Regions from separate parts of the Sus scrofa genome. Here region 2 is linked to region 1. Evidence: chromatin contacts called from public Hi-C data. All regions are on one chromosome and are shown on one strand. Each heading gives the region's core, a stretch centred on a gene start, on an enhancer-like site or on the middle of the called end of the contact. The rest is flanking DNA. Distances are from core to core; before and after follow the strand shown. Region 1 overlaps LOC106506541 (a long non-coding RNA gene). Region 2 holds the start of PWWP2A (PWWP domain-containing protein 2A).

Region 1 (3,307 bases), core at 366-2,865:
ACAGAGCTGCCTCATCTCAGTAAACCGCACCACCGTTCATCCAGCCCCTCAAAGAAAAACCTGAGGAATCATCACAGATGCCTGACTCAATTTTCTCCTCCTGGGCCTCTGGGAAAAGACCTGTTTCCTCTGCCTCTCAGACCATCCTGTACCCGCCATGGCATCTGCAATTAGGCCTGTGTCCAGGCTACGCATCCTTGCTGCTCTGGCCTGTCTAGGTCTCCCAGTACATCTCCTATGCTTTCTGTTTTGCTCTTCTAGCCACGCTGGCCCCTCCCTCTTCTTTTTTGGTTTCTTACATATTCCAATGTTTATGCCTGCCTCAGAACCTTCCCATGTGCTCTTCCCTCTACCTAAAAAGCTATTTCCCCAGATTTTCACCTGGCTGTGCTCTCATCCCAACTCTACTCCAGTATCACCTCCTTGGAGGGGTCCACAGGCCTACCCTCGCCCCACCCCCCATGGCTCCTGGCCACCACTCACCATCCTGTGACCTGTTAGCTCTCCTGCTCTTTCCTGTTTGTCTGCTCAGTTAGGTGTTTTCTGTCAGTCTTCCCTCTCTCCAAGGCAGGCTACGTGAGAGCAGGGATCTTATCTGCCTGGCTCTGGAGCTGTAGCCCCTGAACCTGGCACGTGGTAGGCCCTCAGTTACTTGTTGAATGAGAACATTTCTGGATCTCTTTTATCTGCCAGGCCCTGTCCAAAAAACTTTACGTGTGTTATCTGACAATCTCACAGCAGTAACCACGAGAAAGAAGCTGCAGCCTAGAGAGGTGATGTGACATGCTCAAGGTCATGTAGCCAGGAAGCGATGGAGCCTGAATTCAAACCAGTCTGCCCCTCGACACCACACTAGAATTACAATGAAGTGGTGATCCTCAGAGCAAACCCTCATGTTGCAGGAATGAATGAATGAACAAATTACAGACACCTGGACTCAGTGGCATGGCTGAATGACAATGTTTCCAGCTTTAAGGCGTTCACTGCCTTTATTTTCTTGGGTCTCTGTTTTTGGAATGGAGAGAGAACAGAGCGCTCTCATCAAATGAAGGACCGTTGCGTGCCAGGTATGGTACCCAGTGGCCCTTGGGGTTATCTGCTCTGGACAGAGTGGCTGCCATGTCAGTCTGGGCAGAGGGGTGACCCCAGGGAGAATCTTGGTAGCTGGGGGCTCTCCCAGGGGCAGCTCTGCTATCTTGTGAGAGCCATGGCTCTGGCTGGCTGCCCACTGGCCTGCCAGCCAGAGCTCCCTAGCTCATCAATCACGCCGCTGTGCTCTGCCTGGCTGGATCTCAGAGGAAGACAAGTCAGTGAAGATGGAACAGGCCGCAGGCTGAGGAGGGAGTGGGGAAGACACTGTGGGGTGGGGGGTGGGGGCAGAGGCCCCAAGAGACAGCTGAGGACTAGATCAATCCCCTCTGCTAAGGAGGGTCGATCAGGGGAGGAGGCAGGGGCAGGGTTCCCACTGGAAAAGCGGTGGGGTGAGCAGGGAGGTGGAGAAGAGGGCCGGTATGGGCGGGGGTGGTGCCCGCAGCAGCGGAAATCCAGTCTCCCCTGGTGCCCCGCCTGCCTCCAGCAGCCCCAGGGAGTGGACAGACAGCTCTGGGAAGGGGGGCAGCCCATGGCGGCTGATTGACGGCAGGCTCAGCTGCTCTCCAGCACTGCTGTGGCTCCCTGTGGCCCGGCTTCCCGGCACCCACTGTGTCCCCCTCCCTGCGGGGAGGGAAGCGGCAGGAGAAGCTGGGGCCTCTCGTCTTCATCCTTCCCTCTCCTTCCTCAGATTGAGCCTCTTGAGATTGGAATTGCGCTGTCTCCCTGGAGAGGCTCTGTGGAAAGTCAGGATGTCTGCGCCGAAGACTCCTTGGAGATCTTCTTGTCCAGAGAGGCAAATCCACAGGCTCTTGTTTTTGTTTTGCTTTTCAGTCTACACATGAAAAAAAAAAAAAAAAAAAAAAAAAAATCCAGTTGCCAGTGTTAAAACAGGAATGGATTGCACATGAAAATCTGATTTCTGGATTCTATTTAAAAATCTAACAATCTGGCAACGCTGAGCAGGCTTTCCCAGGGCTGAGCCCACCACGCCCACTTCTCCCCTCTGTGTTACTGATCAGGCCCCTGTGGGCTGTGAGTTCCCACTCCTCCCCTGTTCCCCTACTCCTCATGGGGGAAGGTGAGGCCCACGGGGGGCAGGGAGCGAGAGCAGGTTCCCAGGGGCTAGCCCAGGGCCAGAGAGGCCTCCCGGTTTCATATCCCGGGGCTGCCTTTTGTGAGGGGTGATCTTGGGCAGTAACCAAAGAACCCCTCAGAGCTTCAGTTTTCCCATCTCTGAAACGGAGATGACTACAGTGAACTTGTGAGAAATAAATGAGATACTGCACATTTTACATTTAGCACCATCCCTGTATGGTTACAAGGAAGATATTACTAATTTTGAGTAGGTAATATATGTGATCTATGTTCATAATGTGTGTTCTAGGAAGTGCCCTTGTGGCACAGTGGGTTAGGGATCCAGCATTGATGCAGCTGTGGCTCAGGCTGCAACTACAGCACGGATTCGATCCCTGGCCTGGGAACTTCCACATGCCATAAGAGCAGCCAAGAAAAAAATACACACACACACACACACAATGTGGTCTAGTTAATATTCACACCCATGCACACACACACAACTACCCCCAAACTCAGGGGCTTGAAATAACAGTGTGTTATTGTCTCTTGCAATGTTTTATTGTCTCTTCTATGTGCTGATTTGGTTCACATGGGTGGTTCTCACTTAGGGTCTCTGAAGTTGTTGTGGTCACATGGCAGCTGAGGGTGCAGTCATGTGAATGCTCGACTGGGGCTGAACTTCCAAGAGACCTCATGTCAGCTGGAGCTGGAGGTCAGGTGGTTCTGTGGACCGCAGCGCCCATACAGGGCCCCTCCAAGTGGCTTGGACTTCTCCCAGCGGTGGCTGGAGAATGAGAGGAAAGTGTCCCAGATGTAGCTGCATCACTTTTTATTTATTTATTTATTTATTTATTTTGCTTTTTAGGGCCACACCTGTGGCATATGGAGGTTCCCAGGCTAGGAGTCTAATGGGAGCTACAGCCACTGGTCTGCACCACAGCCACAGCAATGCTTGATCCGAGCCACGTCTGTGACCTACACCACAGCTCATGACAACGCCAGATCATTAACTCACTGAGCGAGGCCAAGGATCGAATCTGCAACATCATGGTTACTAGTCAGATTTGTTTCTGCTGCACCACAACGGGAACTCCTGGATGACCTTTTATGACTTAGCCTTGAAAGTCACACAGTATCA
Region 2 (3,307 bases), core at 533-3,032, 64 kb after region 1:
GTAGCCATCTAGCCTGCAGGAGATAAACTATTTTGTTCAATGGATGAGTGAAACATTCATGCACTTGCAAAAACCTGGTTTCTATAGCATCTGTGTGATCTTTAAGAAGACCACTTTATTTATTTATGCTTTTTCAGGGCTGAACCTGTGGCACATGGAAGTTCCCAGGCCAGTGGGTGAATTGGAGCTGCAGCTGCCAGCCTATGCAACAGCCAAGACTCACCAGATCCAAGCTGCATCTGTGACCTACACTAAGCTGACAGCAACACTGAGATCTTTAACCCACTGAGTAAGGCCAGGGGTCGAACCTGCATCCTCATAGATACTAGTCGGTTTTGTTTCCACTCAGCCACAAGGGGAACTCCCTCAATTTCTTTATTTATAAAATGGGGTTAATAGTACCTGCTTTATAGGAGTGTTATAAGGATGAAATGAGATATTATACTAAGTGTTTGTATTAATGCCTACACGTAGGAGGTGCTCAATAAACATTAGCTGTAAGTAATCTTTAGAATTTCATTTTTCACTCCACCTAAAGCTGGTAACTTTTCTCTCTTTGCTGTAGGCATTCTCAGTGCCTACAGTCTCTTCTGGAGAAAAGACTCAATCTGAGGTGCAATTAGTCAGAAATGGGTTCAATAGATTCTTCTACACAAGTGAAGAAACAAAATGGGAACAGAGAAGTAGGAGCATTAGGGCGGTGAAGAGAGAGGATTTTTTGCACCTGTGGCATAGGAGAGGCCCGGAACGAAAAAAGCTGGAGCAAGGAGCCAGGTGTCACCACTTTCCAAAAAGTAGTGTTCACAAGAAAGTCCAGGACTGCTCTCTGACATACATTAAGCTGACAATCATCAGCTTAATCTAGTGTGCATGGTGTCCTTCCTGTTTTCTTCCTTCCTTTCTCTCTCCTTCCCTCTTCCTTTCCCTGCGCCTGAGGCCTATGTAAGTTGTCTGGCCAGAGATTGAACTCAGGCCGTGGCAGCGACCCAGGCTGCTTCAGTGACACTTTAGGATTCTTAATGCCCTCCTTCGCAAGAGATTCGTTAGCATTTTCCTACTTTGGAATAAGTAGGTGCATTGTTCCTAGAAAGTAGAGCGACGTCGAGGAAACACTTTTTGTGGGAGCTTGAGCAGCTGCAGTGAGGTTATGGGAATGTCTTACACATTATTCTATTCTATTCCCGTGCAAGTGCCTTGCATGGTAGGAGCTCAAAAACTGTTTTTTAGAATTATCTTCAAACTTTTAGTTGTCCCTCTCAAAGAAGCCTGTGCCCACACGCGGCAGCAAGCAGGTCTGCGCCTAGAAATAACATTTATTCTAAGGACCTCTGCGCAGGGATTCCTGGGAGGCGGTTCCCCTCCCTTATTACTTCGTTTCTCCACCCCTCGGTCGCCTTTGAAAGAGTAGGAACGCCACGTGATTCCCTCGTTTACTCCACCTCTGAAAAACCGGCTGATAATGGGCAGGAGGGTAGACCAACTGTAAGACGTTATTTTCTCCTCCAGCCAATAGAAAGAGGAGCTAAGTATAAGGCTCAGCTTCGGTGACTCCCCCGCCCCCTTTGAGCCCGTCCCCAACTCCTCCTCTAAGATACCACATTTGACAACTCGCCCGGCCAATGAGAAGTTCCTACTCTGCATGGGAGGGATGGACTGGGTGATAGACGTCCTGATTTGACCAGTGGAATGTCACAAGTGCGGGAGGGGTGTAGGACGGAACCAATGGCGCAGTGCCAATAGCGAGCATGGGGGGGGTAAGGGCGGGACAAAACTGTTAGCGTGAGGGCGGGGAAGGCCCGGGGAACCCAGCAGCGCTGCCGCCGCCGCCGCAGCAGCAGCCGGAGTTGGAGGAGGGAGAAGCCAGGAAGAAAATGGCGGCTGTGGCTGCAGAGGCGGCAGCGACTGCAGCGTCCCCCGGGGAGGGGGGCGCCGGCGAGGCCGAGCCGGAGATGGAGCCCATCCCCGGCAGCGAGGCCGGCACTGACCCGCTCCCGGTCACGGCCACTGAAGCATCTGTGCCGGACGCCGAGGCCGACGGGCAGCAGTCCTCTCCTCAGGCCGACGAGCCCCCGCTCCCGCCGCCACCGCCGCCGCCGGGGGAGCTCGCCTGCAGCCCGGAGGCGGCGGAGCTGGAGCTGGAGGCGGACGAACTGCCTGCCGGTGTTGTGGAGCTGACGGCAGCCGCGTCTCAGGAGGGGCCTGACCTTCCACCTTCCCCTGCACCGCCGCCCGAGCAGCCCCCAGCTCCCGAGGAGCGCCAGGAACTACCGCTGCCCCAGCCAGCAGCCCCTGCGCTCGTGCCGCCGGCGGGCGGGGACTCCGCGGTGTCGCAACTGATCCCCGGCTCGGAGGTGCGGGTCACGCTGGACCACATCATTGAGGACGCGCTCGTCGTGTCGTTCCGCCTCGGGGAGAAGCTCTTCTCGGGGGTCCTGATGGATCTGTCCAAAAGGTACCGCGTCCTCCCCAGCACGCCCCCGGGCGCCCCGGCCCCCACGGTCCCCGGGGAGGGATCGAGCCTGGGCGGCCCCTTCACTTCGGGCTCCCGCCTCTTAGGCGCCCTGCTGCCTGTACCGCCCTTGGGTCCCGCGCGGCGCGTGGCGCGTGCTCCGAGAGGGGCAGGCGCGTGGGGCCGCAGGAGGGCGGGCCCTGCCCCAGGTGGACGCCCGCGAGTGCAGGTGTCCCGCCGGGTCGGGGGCGCGGGTGTTGACGGCCTTGCGGGTCTCACCCCCAGCCTCGGCCTTTTCCTATGACCTGGCCCTGGCTCACCCACACAAGGGTGGATGGGTTAATGCAAAATGCAGAAGGCTTTTTGCAGAGAACGGGGTGCTGGATGGGGGATACTGCCCTGTTCTCAAATTAGCCTTGAATGAGGTTGAAAAAAGGGGTGTGTGCTTTGGGACTCCCAAAAGGCTGTCACTCCTTATAAAGGGAAAAGCATTTATTAAAAATGAGATCCTTGACTGTTATTCTTAGTTAGAACTAATTCCCCCTAGATAAGTTCAGTATGGAAGCATATTTGGTTCATCATGATGATGGCTTTAAGAAAAGTCTAAAGAAGAGATGTTTTTTTTTTTAACCTTTAGTATCGAGATGTGGTATAAAAGTATTCAAATACTAACTTCTCAAACGATACAGTTTAAATGGTTGAGTTCACCCACAACGTTTGGGTGTGAACTCAATAGCCAGCCTCTTGTACCACATTTTCCTTTTTTAATTGTTTGGGCATTACTTTAAACAGGTGAAGAAGATACTTTCTTCTAGGTCTAGAGTTACCTTAACCTTTTTATTCTCTTCTTTTGCAGAT

The links. A called contact is a pair of places that touch in the nucleus more often than the background predicts.
Region 2: a contact with region 1 is called in a Hi-C map of retroperitoneal adipose tissue, with 1.5 times the contacts expected there. The contact joins the promoter of PWWP2A here to the enhancer-like site in region 1. A contact is called at or near these places in 7 of 47 Hi-C or Micro-C datasets (embryonic fibroblasts, fibroblasts, heart right ventricle and 4 more) and 1 of 2 datasets of contacts at active chromatin or transcription factors (skeletal muscle).

Annotation. Positions count from the first base shown.
Region 1 is chr16:63,344,481-63,347,787 of Sscrofa11.1, forward strand. It overlaps LOC106506541 (a long non-coding RNA gene), which reads left to right. Exons shown (of 4, transcript XR_002339716.1): 3 at 694-1,067; 4 at 1,781-2,989. Among named protein-coding and RNA genes, the nearest start is that of FABP6, 42 kb to the left of the region's middle. Within about 2 kb of position 1,616, at least 16 of the 83 cell types and tissues checked have an H3K27ac peak or open chromatin away from gene starts, as enhancers often do. A contact at or near this core is called in retroperitoneal adipose tissue and subcutaneous adipose tissue, where this site is marked.
Region 2 is chr16:63,408,116-63,411,422 of Sscrofa11.1, forward strand. PWWP2A (PWWP domain-containing protein 2A) reads left to right here and starts at 1,783. Exons shown (of 4, transcript XR_002339711.1): 1 at 1,783-2,452.